2 separate regions of the Pan troglodytes genome follow, and region 1 is linked to region 2. The links are chromatin contacts, called in public HiChIP or PLAC-seq maps. All regions are on one chromosome and are shown on one strand. Each heading gives the region's core, a stretch centred on a gene start, on an enhancer-like site or on the middle of the called end of the contact. The rest is flanking DNA. Distances are from core to core; before and after follow the strand shown.

Region 1 (6,961 bases), core at 395-2,894, 170 kb before region 2:
AAAGGGCAGTTCCCCTGCACATGCACTCTTGCCTGCCACTGTATAAGACGTGACTTTGCTCCTCTTTTGCCTTCTACCATGATTGTGAGGCCTACCCAGCCATGTGGAGCATTGAGTCCATTAAATCTCTTTTTCTTTATAAATTACCCAGTCTTGGGTATTTCTTCATAGCAGTATGAAATGGACTAATACACATACCATGACATTTGTCAGTGGGAAGCCATGGGCAGTGCACTGACCATTTCTCAGGTGAGGAATAGAGAAGCCACTGGTTTTCATTAGACAAAGTGAACTGGGCACTTGAGAGCCTGACATGGCTCCCTGGACCTCCTGGAGCCATTCTCTCCAAGGCTGGAGACCCAGTGAACTCTCCTGGGAGGTGAGGTTCCTCTGTGACAATGTCTGACCTGACAGCAAATGACACCAGTCTAACCATTGGTGGATAATATGGCCTGCAGAGCCAGATGGCCTGGATTGGATTTTGTCTTTGCCAACCGTCTAACCCCGGAGCAGTACTTAACCCCTCTTGGCCTCAGTGTCTCCATCTGTAAAACAGGGAGAATAACAGTCTCTGGCCTAAAGGGTAACTGGGAGGATTAAATGAATTAAAGAATTTAAAACACTTAGAATAGCTCCTGGCACACAGAAAGCACTACGTACTCAGCTATTATTGTTATTATTATCATCCATGGGTGTTGGAACTTTTTGGAGGGAAGGAATGCACCTGCCACTCAATGCCCTCCTTCATTTTCACTCTGTGCTTCCTGTGGTATCATCACCCAAAGTGAAACTGACCATCACAGTCAGGGTCCTCTGTAAAACAAGTGGGAAAGGGAATATAACCGTAACTGCAATGTTAATCAGCTCATATTAAGGATTTTCCACATGCCAGACCCTGCGTGAAGCACTTTATATGTTAGCACGTGTTAGACCTTCACAACAACCCCAATAGGCATGTGCGATGAAAAAGATCTCCATTTTGTAGACGTTGAGGACGTGTGGCTCACGAAAGTGAACTTGCCCACGTTGACAAAAGGATCTCGGCGTCAGTTCCAAGAGCTGCCACCAGGTGACAGTGCCCATCCACTTTCCAATTGCGCAGTCTGGCGGGAACACACTTTGGGTCGTCCCGCAAATATTTAATGAGCGCCTACTGTGCCTGGAACTGTTCTGGGCTCTGAGGATCCATGAAAATAAACCAGGGGTGGGGCGAAAAACTGCCATTATGGTTCTTCCTTTCCATTTTCCCTTGAATATAATAAAAGGTATCCCAGAGATGCGTGCCCAAGGGGGATGTGGCCTAACCGGACCGGAACTGGGAGGCTGGCGGGGAGGGATGGGAGTATCTGGAAGGGCCACGGTCCCCAAAGATCAGGGGCTGCCACTATTCCCAGAAGGAAGTGTTCTGCATCTCCCCTTCCTGCAGCCCCCGGGAGAGGGGAGCAGGGGTCCGTCCTATCCCTTTTGGTCTTATGTGGCTGGGATGGTTGCGGCGACGGGGGGAGAGATTGGGGGGCGCACCGCGGAGGGAGAAAGGAAATCTCACCCTGAGAATCTGGAGTGCAGGGAAGGGATGCTGCTCAAAGGTCTGTTTCTGGCTTTGGCGGGGGGCCACCTGAGACTGCCAGGGTTTGATGGTCTGAAGGTCACCCAGGGAACCAGCCCTATATGGGGTGCCGGAGCGCAGCTCCCAGGCCTGGTCGAAGCAATGCCGACCTCGGAGAGGCCTGAGGACTAGGACGGGGTGAGGGGGACTCAGAGACGGCTGCCCCGGACCCCTCCTTCAAGCAGGTCCCACGGCCGCCCAGCGGACACGCGTCCGGGCTGTGCCCTGACCGTCTGCGGAGCGCACGGCCAGTGGCCCGGGCCGCTGAGTGTGTGAGCCCTGAAGGGCAGTGGACGTGTGCGTACGTGGGTGATGTGTGCGGTAGGGGTGGTGGCGATCCTGCGTAGGGACCCACGTGAGGGGTGCACCGACTGGACGTGTGTGTTTCGAGGGGCCAAGGAAGCGGGTGTTGGTCCCAGTGTGCGCAAACGGACAACGACATCTGGGAGGTGGGCAGTGAGGAGAGAGAAGAGTGTGTCCAGGAGGAACCTGCCTGGAGGAGGCCTAGCGGTGTGTGTGCGCCTAGGTGTATACCGGGGCGTTGGTGACTTCGAGAGGCACCGGGCGGGATCGATCCTCTCTGCGTCCTGGACCTGGTGCTGGTGTGTTTCGGGGAAGTTACTGCTTATGAACCCACCTTGGAGCGTGGCCTGGGGGCAGGAAGGCTTCTGCGCTGGGACCCCTGGGTCGCGATACCTCCCTCGGTAAGTGTATTGGCTAGGGGGGTGTTCCCGCAAATGGATCTACCCTGGGGAGTTGCCCGGCTCGTCTGGACTGCTTACGGGCGCACTGACGTTGTGGGGGGAATGTCCCCGAATTGGGGGCACGAGGTCGGGGGAATCGTCTCTGAGATCCGGGCTAGAAGCTACGAGCTTGGGCTCCGGGGGTGCATGCAGACGGCGCCTAGCCCCGCGCGGAACCGCCGGCGGGACCGGGGGTGGGGCTCGGAGGCCCGGGGGCGGGGCCGGTCGGGGGCGGGGGCGGGGGCGGGGGCGGGGGCGGGGCCGCGGCCGCTGCAGCAGCGCGGGCCGGGCCAGGGGGCGCCTCGCGCGGCAGCGACTCTGGCAGGCGCTGCAGTGAAGCTGGACCCGCAGGCGGGCGTGCGTGGAGCGGGGGCCGCGGCCGCGCTGCAGAGATGTGACTCGGGCCGAAGGCCAGCTGGAGCGTCGGCGCTGCGGGGCCGCGGGGGTCGGTAAGTGCGAGCTGCGCCGATGCAGTGGAGGACGCTGTGGGGACCCCAGAAACTTTTCCCGCCGTGGATTTGGGAGAATTGGGGGGTCTGCTTCTTGTGTTTTTCTAAGCGCCCCCCCAACCCAAGCCAGGGAGTTTATTGCTGGGGGAGTTGTGGGATCTGGGCGAGGGGAACCACGGTGCGACGAGAGAAGAGCCGTAGAGGGGTGGGCGGGGGAGGGGACGGTCTGGGGACCTTTACTGGGGGAGGGAGACTGTGCCCGGACCAGGTAGAGATCCAAGTCTCCCAGGAGAGTGTGGGGGCGACCACAGGTGAAGGGCAGCTGGGAGGGTAAAGGAGCCCAGCCGTGTCCTAGTGACTCGTCGTGTGTGAGGAGCTGCGGGCTGGTCCTGGGGCCGCGTTGGGGGCTGACTGTGGACAGGGCAGACGCAGCCGGGGGCACAAGGGCTGGACTTTGGGGGTGAACAGCCGCACCTGTCGCGGGGGCTGGGGGTCAAGCCCGCAGTCGGCTTGAGTGCGCATTACTCAGCAAGGGGAGGGGGGGGACACGGCGGTGGGAGATGGCAGAGCTGAGACCTGGGCTGGGGACGAATGACGGGGAGGGGTGGGGAGGAGGGGGCGGCTGCATACAATGGCCGGGGGGGGGAGTGGCGTTTCCCTTCCAGACAGGGGGCACTTGGACCTCTGGAAGAGGCGGCTAGGCTGGAGATAAGGACTAGACCTGTTCTCGGTCCCCTCTCCTTGGGGGACACAGGCTTCCAGCCCCACAAGGACCCCACACATCCCGGGGTCCCTAGCGCTTAGGCCGAAAAGGGAGCGCGCGGGAGGAGCCCGCACCCGCCTTGGCCCCGGGCAGCCGGTTGAACAGCCTGGGAAGGGGCCAAATGACCTTGCCCCAGAAATCTCCCCCGTGCAGCGGGTTCACTCCTCCGTCCTTGCTCTGTCACACCCAGGCCTAGCCAGTCCTCCCTTTCCGTCCCCCGTTCGCTAAGGGGGCGGCTCCTTGGAGCGCGGACAAAGGCCCCTGGAGTGTGGCGGGCAGCGGCGTCCCCGCCTGGGGCCCCAGCCCACGCGCCACATTGGCCGCCCAACTGCACCAGGCCGGGGGGCACCTGAACAGAGCCCAGAAAGCCCTGGGGGACCCCGCAAAGACAAGAGAAGTGGGGGAGGGATCTGGCACAAAAACCCCGGCACTTCAGCCAAGGAACCTTCTTAATTCAGAAGTTTCTTCGGTGGGGACTCGGGCTTGCGGAGGATCCAGGCTTTGAGTTAAACTGCATGCAAATGACATGTAAATAGAATGCAAATTGGCATCTGTCGTTTGGAAGCCCTCCCGGCCAGTTTGGTATCTAAGACTGTGGAGTGAACAGTTTGCTATCTGCTCCCTGCTCTAAGCCTGGAAAGGGGTCAGCTGAGTTGGGAAGGGAAGGAGATTCCAGGAGGAAGGAGCCGCCATTTGGGGCACAGGCAGCAAGACAGGCAGTTTTGTTAGAAAGATAAACTCAGAATCTTTACTGGATTAATATGTTATTTCAAGAAACGTGCCAGGGACAGAACTGGGTGCCTTGTATAAAACGGACAAAACCCCTGCTCTCCCGGGGCTGGGGAAGTGAGTGGACAAACATTAAACAAACCCATAGCAAATGGCTATGAAATCCGATTGGGGTGAGGACGGCCAGGAAAATAAGATGGGGTGATGTAAAAGAAGGTGACAGGGGTGTATGTACCTGAGATGACTGTTCCGGGAGTGACATTTGAGTGGAGCCCAGCTAGAAGAGGGGCCCTCCGCTGGGAGGTCTTGGAGGAAGACTGAACCAGGAGGAAGGCACTGTGCCTGCAAAAGCTTGGAGGTGGGAATGAGCTTAGAGGAACTGAACAAAGGCCATTGTGGCTGGAGCTGTAGGCAGATTTGGGGGTGGGGATAGGGGAATGGTGGGGACCGGCCAGATCATGATCTTTTGGGTCATGGAAAGGAGTTTAGGGTTTATTCTGTTTGGACCAGTGAACCCTTGGAGGGTTTTGAGTGGGAGGCCATGGGATCTGATTTGTAGAAGCTCCCCTGACGTTGACAAGGAAATGGAAAATAGCCCCCCTTTCCATTCTGCCCATGGGGATAGAGAGACGCTGGGAGCCTCCAAGGGGCTCTGTCCAGCCTTGGGGGACCGCTTTGAGCCTAGCCAGCCACTGCAAGCCAACTGGAGGAGCAGCTCAGGTTTTAAAATCCACTCCCTACTTTCATACAGTTTTAATCCACCCTAATGGAGCCACCCGGAGCCCACGGCCCCATAAGCACTTTCTCACAGAGCTTCCTGGGGGTTCCGCTTAGTCACATTTTCTTCTCGGAATTACAGCCTGAGAGGAACCAACCACTGTGGATCGGGCAGCCAAGGATGCAATTTGCATTTCAATGATTGCTTTTATTTACAGGACTGGAGCTGCTTTGCATATTCATGGATCACAGAGCTTGTGTTCTTGCAACCCTGTTTACTAACCTATGAGGATTTTTTAATTTGAGAGCCCTCAAATGGGCCAGTGGTCTAGTCAGCATTGGGAAATGAAGATGATGAGATCCTGTAACTTGGAAAAGATATCAGAGGGTGAGAATTGGGGGTCTGGGAAAGAGCGGGTCTGAAGTCAGGAAACCTTGTAACAGTTTAATCCTGCAGAGCAGGAAATGGACCAGAGGCTCCAGCAGGAGTGAGTTGGGACAGACTGTGATGCTGGGGTGCATGGGGATACTGGCTCTGCAGCCCCATCCTGAGCCTCTGCCACACGTGAGGGATTCAGAACAGGGATGCAGCAGAAAGGCCTTGAGGTCAGGAGCTGGGAGAAATGGGGGCTAGTCCCAGGCCAGCCTGTAAATTCCAGTGAACCCCTGGCCAATTTTCCTGACGTCTCTGCCTTCATTTTCGCAACAGGAAAATGGGAATCATGATTGTCTTTCTTTTTTGAGACAGTTTAACTCTGTCGCCCAGGCTGGAGTGCAGTGGCGCAATCTCGGCTCACTGCTAACTCTGCCACCCGGTTTCAAGAGATTCTCCTGCCTCAGCCTCCCGAGTATCTGGGATTACAGGTGTGCACCACCACGCCCGGCTTATTTTTGTATTTGTAATAGAGACAGGGTTTCACCATGTTGGCCAGGCTGGTTTCAAACTCCTGTCCTCAAGTGATCCGTGCACCCCAGCCTCCTAAAGTGCTGGGATTACAGGCATGAGCCACCGCGCCTGGCCATGATTGACTTTTTAACAAGCAATTCACTAAAAAGCTGTTGCTTCCTCTGTGTCGGGCACCAAACCTGACTTTTCTTTTCTTGTTTTATTTATTTATAATAGAGACAGTCTTGCTACGTTGCCCAGGCTGGTCTTGAACTCCCTTTCTCAAGCAATCTCCTGCCTCCCATAGTGCTGGGATTACAGGCATGAGCCATCACGCCTGGCCCAGACTATTTTTCACGTACTTCTCACACCAGCCTTGCAAGGCAGCGCTATCATTATCCCCATTTTACAGATGAAGAGACCGAGGTTCAGAGAGGTTAAGTAATGCCCAGTGTCATATAGCTGTGACTCCCCTCTTCTGGCCTGCCTCCCACTGAGGCCTTTCAGCCTGATGGGAGAGTGAACTGTGTACCCGTATTCATGTGGTTACTGGGCACTGAACTATTAAATATGCGCAGGGCTCGGAAATCCACTCCCAACCCACCTGCTCATTTTGTCTTTCCCTTCTGTGTTCCAGTGCCTACCGCTATCTTTAGAGAAGGTAGGTTAAGATGCCACTGCCCTGCTAGACACTCGGAGGGGACATGGCTGGGGTCGAGGGGACACAGGGTGGAGCCGTGCTGGTAGCAGCTGGGGCAAGGCCAGTAAGAATGTTCTAGAACGGTTTTGTACATTTCATGTCTCCTTTCCCGTGAGTGAAAGGGAAGATGAGGATGCTGGTTCCCAAGAGAATGGCTGGTGTCTGCTCTCCGGGTGTCCTGGGTCTGACTCCGCAAGAGAGATGCCTGGTTTCAGGGCACCCCAAGGTCCTCTGGCCTAGGTTCTACCTCCACAGCGAGGCTCTCACTTAGAGCACCTGCTGCAGGTTGCAGAAGAGTGTGGGAGTCCCCAGAGCCAACCACCCCAAGAGGGTCTCCCCTTCACACCACCTCAGGGACCTCTTTCGTT
Region 2 (6,950 bases), core at 4,064-6,563:
AAAACCATGCTGGTGTCTTCTTCAGGGGTTTGAACTTGAGAGTCAAAACAGACTTGCGTTTGAAGCCGACCCTGCCACTTACTTTGGGCAAGTTTCCTAACCTTTCTAAGCCTCAATTTCCTCATCTGTTGCTGTGAGGCTTAAATGAGAAGTAATGCACCTAGCACAATGCCTGGCACATAAACAGCAGCTCAATAAATGGTTGCCATTAGGATGATTTGGGTGAATGGTATGTTGTGAACTAAGAAAAGTAAACAGAGATGGGACGTTAAGAAGCTTAAGGGTTAAGCTAAGGAGTTTATCTGTAAGCTATGAAAATCATTGTAGGTCACAGCATGATGCGATTAGATTTGAATTTTAGAGAGGTTCCTACGACAGCCAGTGGAATATGGTCTGGAAGGAGGCCTGCCTCAATTAAGAAGCCACAGCAGCAATCTAAGCAGGGGGTGGTAAGGGCCTGATCTAAGGCAGCAGACATGAAGACTGGTGGGGGTGGGGAGTGGGGACAGGGTGGGGATGGTGGGAGATATTAAACAGGTAGAATCTATAAGGACTGGCAAATGAGAGTGTGGGGCCGTGGAAAGTGAAAGGGAAGCAGGCCGGATGCGGTAGCTCACGCCTGTAATCCCAGCACTTTGGGAGGCTGAGGCGGGTGGATCACCTGAGGTCAGGAGTTCGACATCAGCCTGGCCAACATGGTGAAACCCCACCTAAAAATACAAAAATTAGCTGGGCATGGTGTCGAGTGCCTGTAATCCCAGCTACTCGGGAGGCTGAGGTGGGAGAATTGCTTGAACCCGGGAGGTGGAAGTTGAAGTGAGCAGAGATCGCACCTCTGTACTCCAGCCTGGGCAACAGAGCAAGACTCTGTCTCAAGGGAAGAAAAAAAAAAAAAAAGCTGGACTGGGCAGCTGAGTGAACGATGGTAACATTGGTGGAGATGGAGATAAGTTATTGGCGTCTAAAACAGTGCCTGCAGTTATGCCTGGCCCAGCATTGAAAACAGTTCCCAGCCCTGGTAGATACAAGTTGGCTCAATGCTTAAGAACAATTTCTTCGGAGAAATGAGGAAGAAGCTGGTCTGCCCTTAGTTGATAAGGGAATGGGAATGAAAGACTGATAGGAGCTGGCAGAGGATATAGGGTCATGGTGGAGGTTTCTTCCTGATATGACAGGCCAGGGGTGTTTGGAGGAAAAAGCTAGTAGAGAAGTTAAAGGCATAGCAGAGGAAGTGAGTGACAAAGCAGGATCCTGGAATAGCAAGGGGATGGTAAGCAGAGATGGAGAGCTGAGTGGCGAGTAGCAGGGTGAGAGCTTCTTCCACGTGTACAGATGGATGTTAGCGGACTCCCTCCCCACTCCTGACTGCCTGACTCTTCTCAGTGAACGCATCCTATGCTAAGAGGTATCACAGAACATTTCAGGAGGTGTTACAGACTTGGACTAGTAGAACCAGGCAATGGGAGAAGGCATTGAGAGATGCTGATTGCTGAGCAGTGCTGAGAGCCAGCTGGGGTCATCTTTCTTCAGCTGGCTCAGTGGCTGTGCTGGAGGAGCAAGTATTGATTCACAACTGATCCGTGTCGGTATCTGGCAGGTGAAATGAAAGGCCAGATTTTACAACAGCATTGGGGGCTGAGGCCAGAGAGTGCTTGATTAAGTGATGAACCAATGACAATAGTGAGGATGCTGATAACAGTAATCACAGCATATCAAAATAGGAAACTGTAAGGCCAGGCGCGGTGGCTCATGCCTGTAATCCCAGCACTTTGGGAGGATGAGGCGGGCTGACTGCTTGAGGTCAGGTGTTTGAGACCAGCCTGGCCAACATGGCAAAACCCCATCTCTACAAAAAATTAGCCAGGCATGGTGGTGGGCGCCTGTAATCCCAGCTATTTGGGAGGCTGAAGCAGGAGAATTGCTTGAATCTGGGAGGCAGAGGTTGCAGTGAGCCGAGATTGCGCCACTGCACTGCAGCCTGGGTGACAGAGCCAGACTTCATCTCAAAAAAAAAAAAGGAAACTGTTAAGCCCCACATCCTTTGATTCTCTTGATTAAAACCATGAACACAGCTAGTCACAAACTACTATAAGATTTGATTAGAAGTGTTGGCCGGGAAGAAGTTTATTGACACTAACACAAGTGCTTTTTAGAATACAAAACTCAGTTGTCACTGGAAAGATGAGGGAGAAAACTGAAGAATATTTACAAATAAGTTATAGTGGTGAGCATGCACATACATACAAAACAGCAGTAGTCAGGTTGGTTAAGGTCTGTGTAAGTTAGACATTTACCTACTTTATAGTTTGTCTTCATGAAATTGAGTTTCTGGCAGGTCTGTTTGCTATGATAATTTGTCTTTTGAATGGAGATTATCTTAAGAGAATGTAGTACTTAATCTCAAAGATAGGATTACTACAAAGCCTGTTTTTTCATGTTTGTTGTCAGAAACTGAATTTACTACATGTTATAGAAAACTGCATTTGTTAGATGTTTAAGAATTGGGTTTATCCATCTGTTATAATAATCATCACAGTGCCCATGTGTATAGTTTGCCAATGTTGACCTCACTGAATTGTTTTTTTTTTTTTCTAGACGGATTCTTACTTTGTTGCCCAGGCTGGAGTGCAGTGGCACGATCTCAGGTCATTGCAACCTCCGCCTCTCAGGTTCAAGAGATTCTCCTGCCTCAGTCTCCCGAGTAGCTGGGATTACCCACCACCAAGCCTGACTTAGTTTTTATATTTTTAGTAGAGACAGGGTTTCAACATGTTGGCCAGGCTAGTCTCCAATTCCTGACCGCAGGTGATCCACCCGCCTTGGCCTCCCAAAGTGCTGGGATTACAGGCGTGAGCCACCATGCCTGACCTCATTCTGTAACTCTATCATTTTATAAGTGGCATTAATTCACTTGCTCTTCAGAGAGAACCAAAACCTTTTGCTTTCTCTCTAGAGGCCTATTTGCTTTCTCTCTAGAGGTCTTTGCTTTCTCTCTAGAGGCCTATTTGACCAAAATAAACTCGGTGTGTAAATCACAACACAAGGCATGTTTCTTTGTCAACAATAATGAGCATTTATTGACTACTTTTTAAATGCCAGGCACTGTGCTAAGCACCTTTTCACACATTATCTTACTTGGTCCCCACAACAGCCCTGTGAGGTAGGCACAACAATTATCTGTCTCTTACAGATGAGGCTGAGTAACTTTTCTAACAATCCTCTAGTAAACTGTATTATAAGAAACTGTTTGGCTAGGAGAAGTGAAAGCTCTGGGGAAAAGGCAGCCACAATAACTACCGTCAAATTATCTGAATAGATTCTTTGGGGTAGAGTGATTAGCTCCTTGGATCATAGCACCAAGAGGTAAGGACCTAGGGGTGAAAGTGACAAAGAGAACATCCAAAGTGAAAGGGATTTTTCTAGCACAATGTAAGGTTGGAGAAGGAATTTAAGTACTGGATGGGGTTGAAACAGACAGCTTTGGAGGGCATCTATCAACTGAGTCTACTATTCTCTTCCTTCTCTGTATTCTCCACTTCTTTCGAGTCATCACATATACTGGTACATTCATTCTTTTTTTCCATTCAATAATCATTTACTGACCTGCACTATCCAATACAGCAGCCACTATCCAAATGTGGCTATTTAAATTTATTAAAATTAAGTCTGGGCTGGGCCTGGTGGCTCAGGCCTGTAATTGTAGCACTTTGGGAGGCCGAGGCGGGTAGATCACCTGAGGTCAGGAGTTCAAGAGCAGCCTGGCCAAAATGGTGAAACCCCTTCTCTACAAAAATAAAAAAATTAGCCAGGAATGATGGCGGGTGCCTGTAATCCCAGCTACTCAGGAGATTGAGGTGTGAGAATGCTTGAACCCGGGAGGCGGAGGTTGCAGTGAGCCCAGCCAGTGCCACTACATTCCAGCCTGGGCGACAGAGCAACACTCCGTCTCAAACAAATAAACAAACAAACAAAAATTTGAGTCCAACAAGAAATTCAGTTCCTCAATTGCACTAATCACATTTCAAATGCTAAATAACCACACTTTTTTTTTTTTTTTTGGGATGGAGTCTCGCTCTGTCACCCAGGCTGGAGTGCAGTGGCGCAAACTCGGCTCACTGCCACCTCCACCTCCCTGGTTCAAGCAATTCCCTTTCCTCAGCCTCCCAAGTAGCTGAGATTACAGGCGCACACCACCACGCCCAGATAATTTTTTTTTTTGTATTTTCAGTAGAGACGGGGTTTCACCGCGCTGTTTCAGGCAGCTTAGGTAGTGATGGTGGCCACACGAATGAAAAATGTGAGTCATTGACCTTGAGGAGCTTATGGTCTAGTGGAGGAAAAAGAAAACATCCCACCCAACATTATTCATTAAGAACTAGCGCTTACGTAGCTCCTTCTGTAAATCCAGCAGTTTGTGTTTTTTTTTCCCCCAATAATCCTTTTGCCCTCCTAAAATCAGGCAGTTTGCTAAGCACTTTTTGTGACTATCTGGTTCCATCTTCTTCACACCATCGAAATAGGTGCCATTATTATGCCCACTTTGCAGACAGGGTCATAAGTTAAATAATTTGCCCAACCTAAGTAACAAATACTGAGTAGAGCCACAAAGGAAGATGTGCTCAACTCCGTCTGGGGAGGTTAAGGAAGGTTTGAAGCAAGAAGGGACTAAAACCCGTTTGTCCACACCATGGTTACTGAACGTGTGGGCCACCGACTACCTACGTTGGGATTACCTGGGGTGCTCTTTTAAAAAGTGCAGATTCCCTGCATCCCAATTTGAAGCTCTGTGGGCGGGGCCTGGGAACCTCCGTTTATAACAAGATCCCCACCCCCGCCCCCGCCCCAGCAATTCCTTTCGGTTCACTAACCAAGGTTTAAGAACCAATGGTCCACACCGCATGGTTCTCTTTATTCAGTTTTCCCTCGCCGTTCCCTTGCCTTTGACCTCACTACGGATCGCGATTGGAGTCCGCGCTGCGTAACCTCCGGCCAGCCTCTCCGAGCCTCAGTTTCCCCATGCGTAAAATGCGGAGCCCGGGCCCGCGGAGCCACTGCCCGGCGGCCCCGCCCGTCAGCCGACAGGCGCACAGTGGGCGCTCCCCAAACGCGGCCCCCGTCCGGCCGCCCGCGTCCCGCCCCTCTCGGCCAGCCCAGGTTGCCTACCCTTGCAGATCTGCTCCCACAGATTCTTGCTCGACGGCTCGGCGACCTGCCACGACGAGACAGGCAGCTCGCGGGACGCGAGAGACACGGTGGGCACCGGCGTCCGGGTGAACGACGAGTTTGTAGAGCAGCTGGGCTTGCGGCGCACTATGTGGCTGGGGATTTGCCGCGGTGCCGCCATGGCCGCGGTTTCCACGGTAACCGCGTTCGCCGGAAGGCCGCGACCCGGAAGAAGCCGGAACCCGAGAGGGTGGGCCGGCGACTCGAAGTGGACTTCCGGGTCACGGCGGAGCGGGCTCTCACGTGGAGGCGGGGAAATTTCGCCCACCGGTGAGTGCCAGGGCGCGTTGCAGGCGGGCCGGCGCGGGGTGTGGAGATTGCAGCAGAGGAAGTGCGCGGCGGGGAAGATGGGGAAATGCGGTCCACCCACATCCCTGAATCCGACCCCTCCAGTCGGTGTGCGCCCGCTCCGGCCTGAGGCCGCCGCCTCCAGAAAGTTTTCCCGCCTCAGAGCCGGCCCTGGGACCCCACGTAATCCCTCCCAGTCTGTTGATGCGGAGGCTTGGGCGCATGGGAGCCTTGGAGGTACGGATCTTACTTCCTGGCTCCCGCGCGTCCTGCTGGTGATCCTGCGGGGGGAGTGGGGTGTTGCTGCACAGGCTTTGGAGTCCTGTGGGCGGAATTCCAGTCTCCGTTTTCCACTTGCTGGCTTTGGAACCTAGGGCAAGTGAATTATTGTAGTCTCTGGAGCTTGCGAGGTCGGGTATTCACAAAGATCTTCACAAGGCTGTCCCTGGAATTTAAAAGCGGTTTTGGAGAAAGCGTTTGTGTTTGCAGGAGATGCACTGTAACGTTCTTTTCCTTTCTCCTTGAAAGAGTGAATGCATTTGGTCGCAGAGCTAAAGAGGAGGATGCTATACTTTTCTAAATGGCAAGGGATGGGGAGAGAAGGGGATTAAGAGTTGACGCGCAACCTCCCGGTGGATTCTTTGTTCTTACCAGATCTCTTGGCCACTCCCCTATTCTGAAGTCGTCTTGGCTCTCTTGACTGCTCCCCTATTCTGAAGTCATCTTGGCTCTCTTGACCACTCCCCTATTCTGAAGTCGTCTTGGCTCTCCTGACTACACTATTTCAAGGTTTGCACCTTCTTCTTTGCAAGCTCCTTTATCTCTGCCCACTTATTTAAATGCCAATACAATAGTCCCCCTCCCCCATTATCCGCGGGCAGTACGTTCCTAAACCCCCAGTGGATGCCTGAAACCACAGACAGTACCGAACCCTAAATATAACTGTTTTTTCTTGTGTATACTATCTATGAGAAAGTTTATAAATTAGGCACAGTAGGGCCGGGCGCGGTGGCTCATGCCTGTAATCCCAGCACTTTGGGAGGATGAGGCGGGCGGATCACCTGAGGCCAGGAGTTGGAGACCAGCCTGGCCAACATAGTAAAACCCCGTGCCTACTAAAAATACAAAAATTAGCCGGGCGTGGTGGTATGTGCCTGTAATCCCGGCTACTCGGGAGGCTGAGGCGTGAAAATTGCTTGAACCCGGGAGGTGGAGGTTGCAGTGAGCAGAGATGATGCCACTGCACTCCAGCCTGGGCAACAGAGCCAGACCTTGTCTCACAAAAAATTAGGTGCAGTAAAAGATTACCAACAATCTAGCTAGTAAGAAAATAGAACAGTTACAACAGTATACTGTAATAAAAGTTGCATGCATGTGGTCTCCCTCTCAAGATAACTTCCTGTACTGTGCTCACCTATTTTGGGACCAGGGTTGACCAG

Evidence for each region. HiChIP or PLAC-seq counts read pairs in DNA pulled down with a chosen protein or histone mark.
Region 1: an H3K4me3 HiChIP or PLAC-seq map of stem cell-derived excitatory neurons shows a contact between it and region 2, with 5 times the contacts expected there. The contact joins the promoter of GPRC5B here to the promoter of KNOP1 in region 2. A contact is called at or near these places in 3 of 7 Hi-C or Micro-C datasets (induced pluripotent stem cells and stem cell-derived neural progenitor cells), 1 of 1 datasets of contacts at active chromatin or transcription factors (stem cell-derived excitatory neurons) and 1 of 1 other capture datasets (stem cell-derived neural stem cells).

What each region holds. Positions count from the first base shown.
Region 1 is chr18:22,505,136-22,512,096 of NHGRI_mPanTro3-v2.0_pri, reverse strand. It overlaps GPRC5B (G protein-coupled receptor class C group 5 member B), which reads left to right and starts at 1,644. Exons shown (of 4, transcript XM_016929584.4): 1 at 1,644-2,310. The coding sequence starts at 1,919.
Region 2 is chr18:22,340,677-22,347,626 of NHGRI_mPanTro3-v2.0_pri, reverse strand. It overlaps KNOP1 (lysine rich nucleolar protein 1), which reads left to right and starts at 5,313. Exons shown (of 5, transcript XM_016929586.3): 1 at 5,313-5,493. The coding sequence starts at 5,313. It overlaps IQCK (IQ motif containing K), which reads right to left and starts at 5,365. Exons shown (of 9, transcript NM_001246476.1): 1 at 5,164-5,365. The coding sequence starts at 5,344.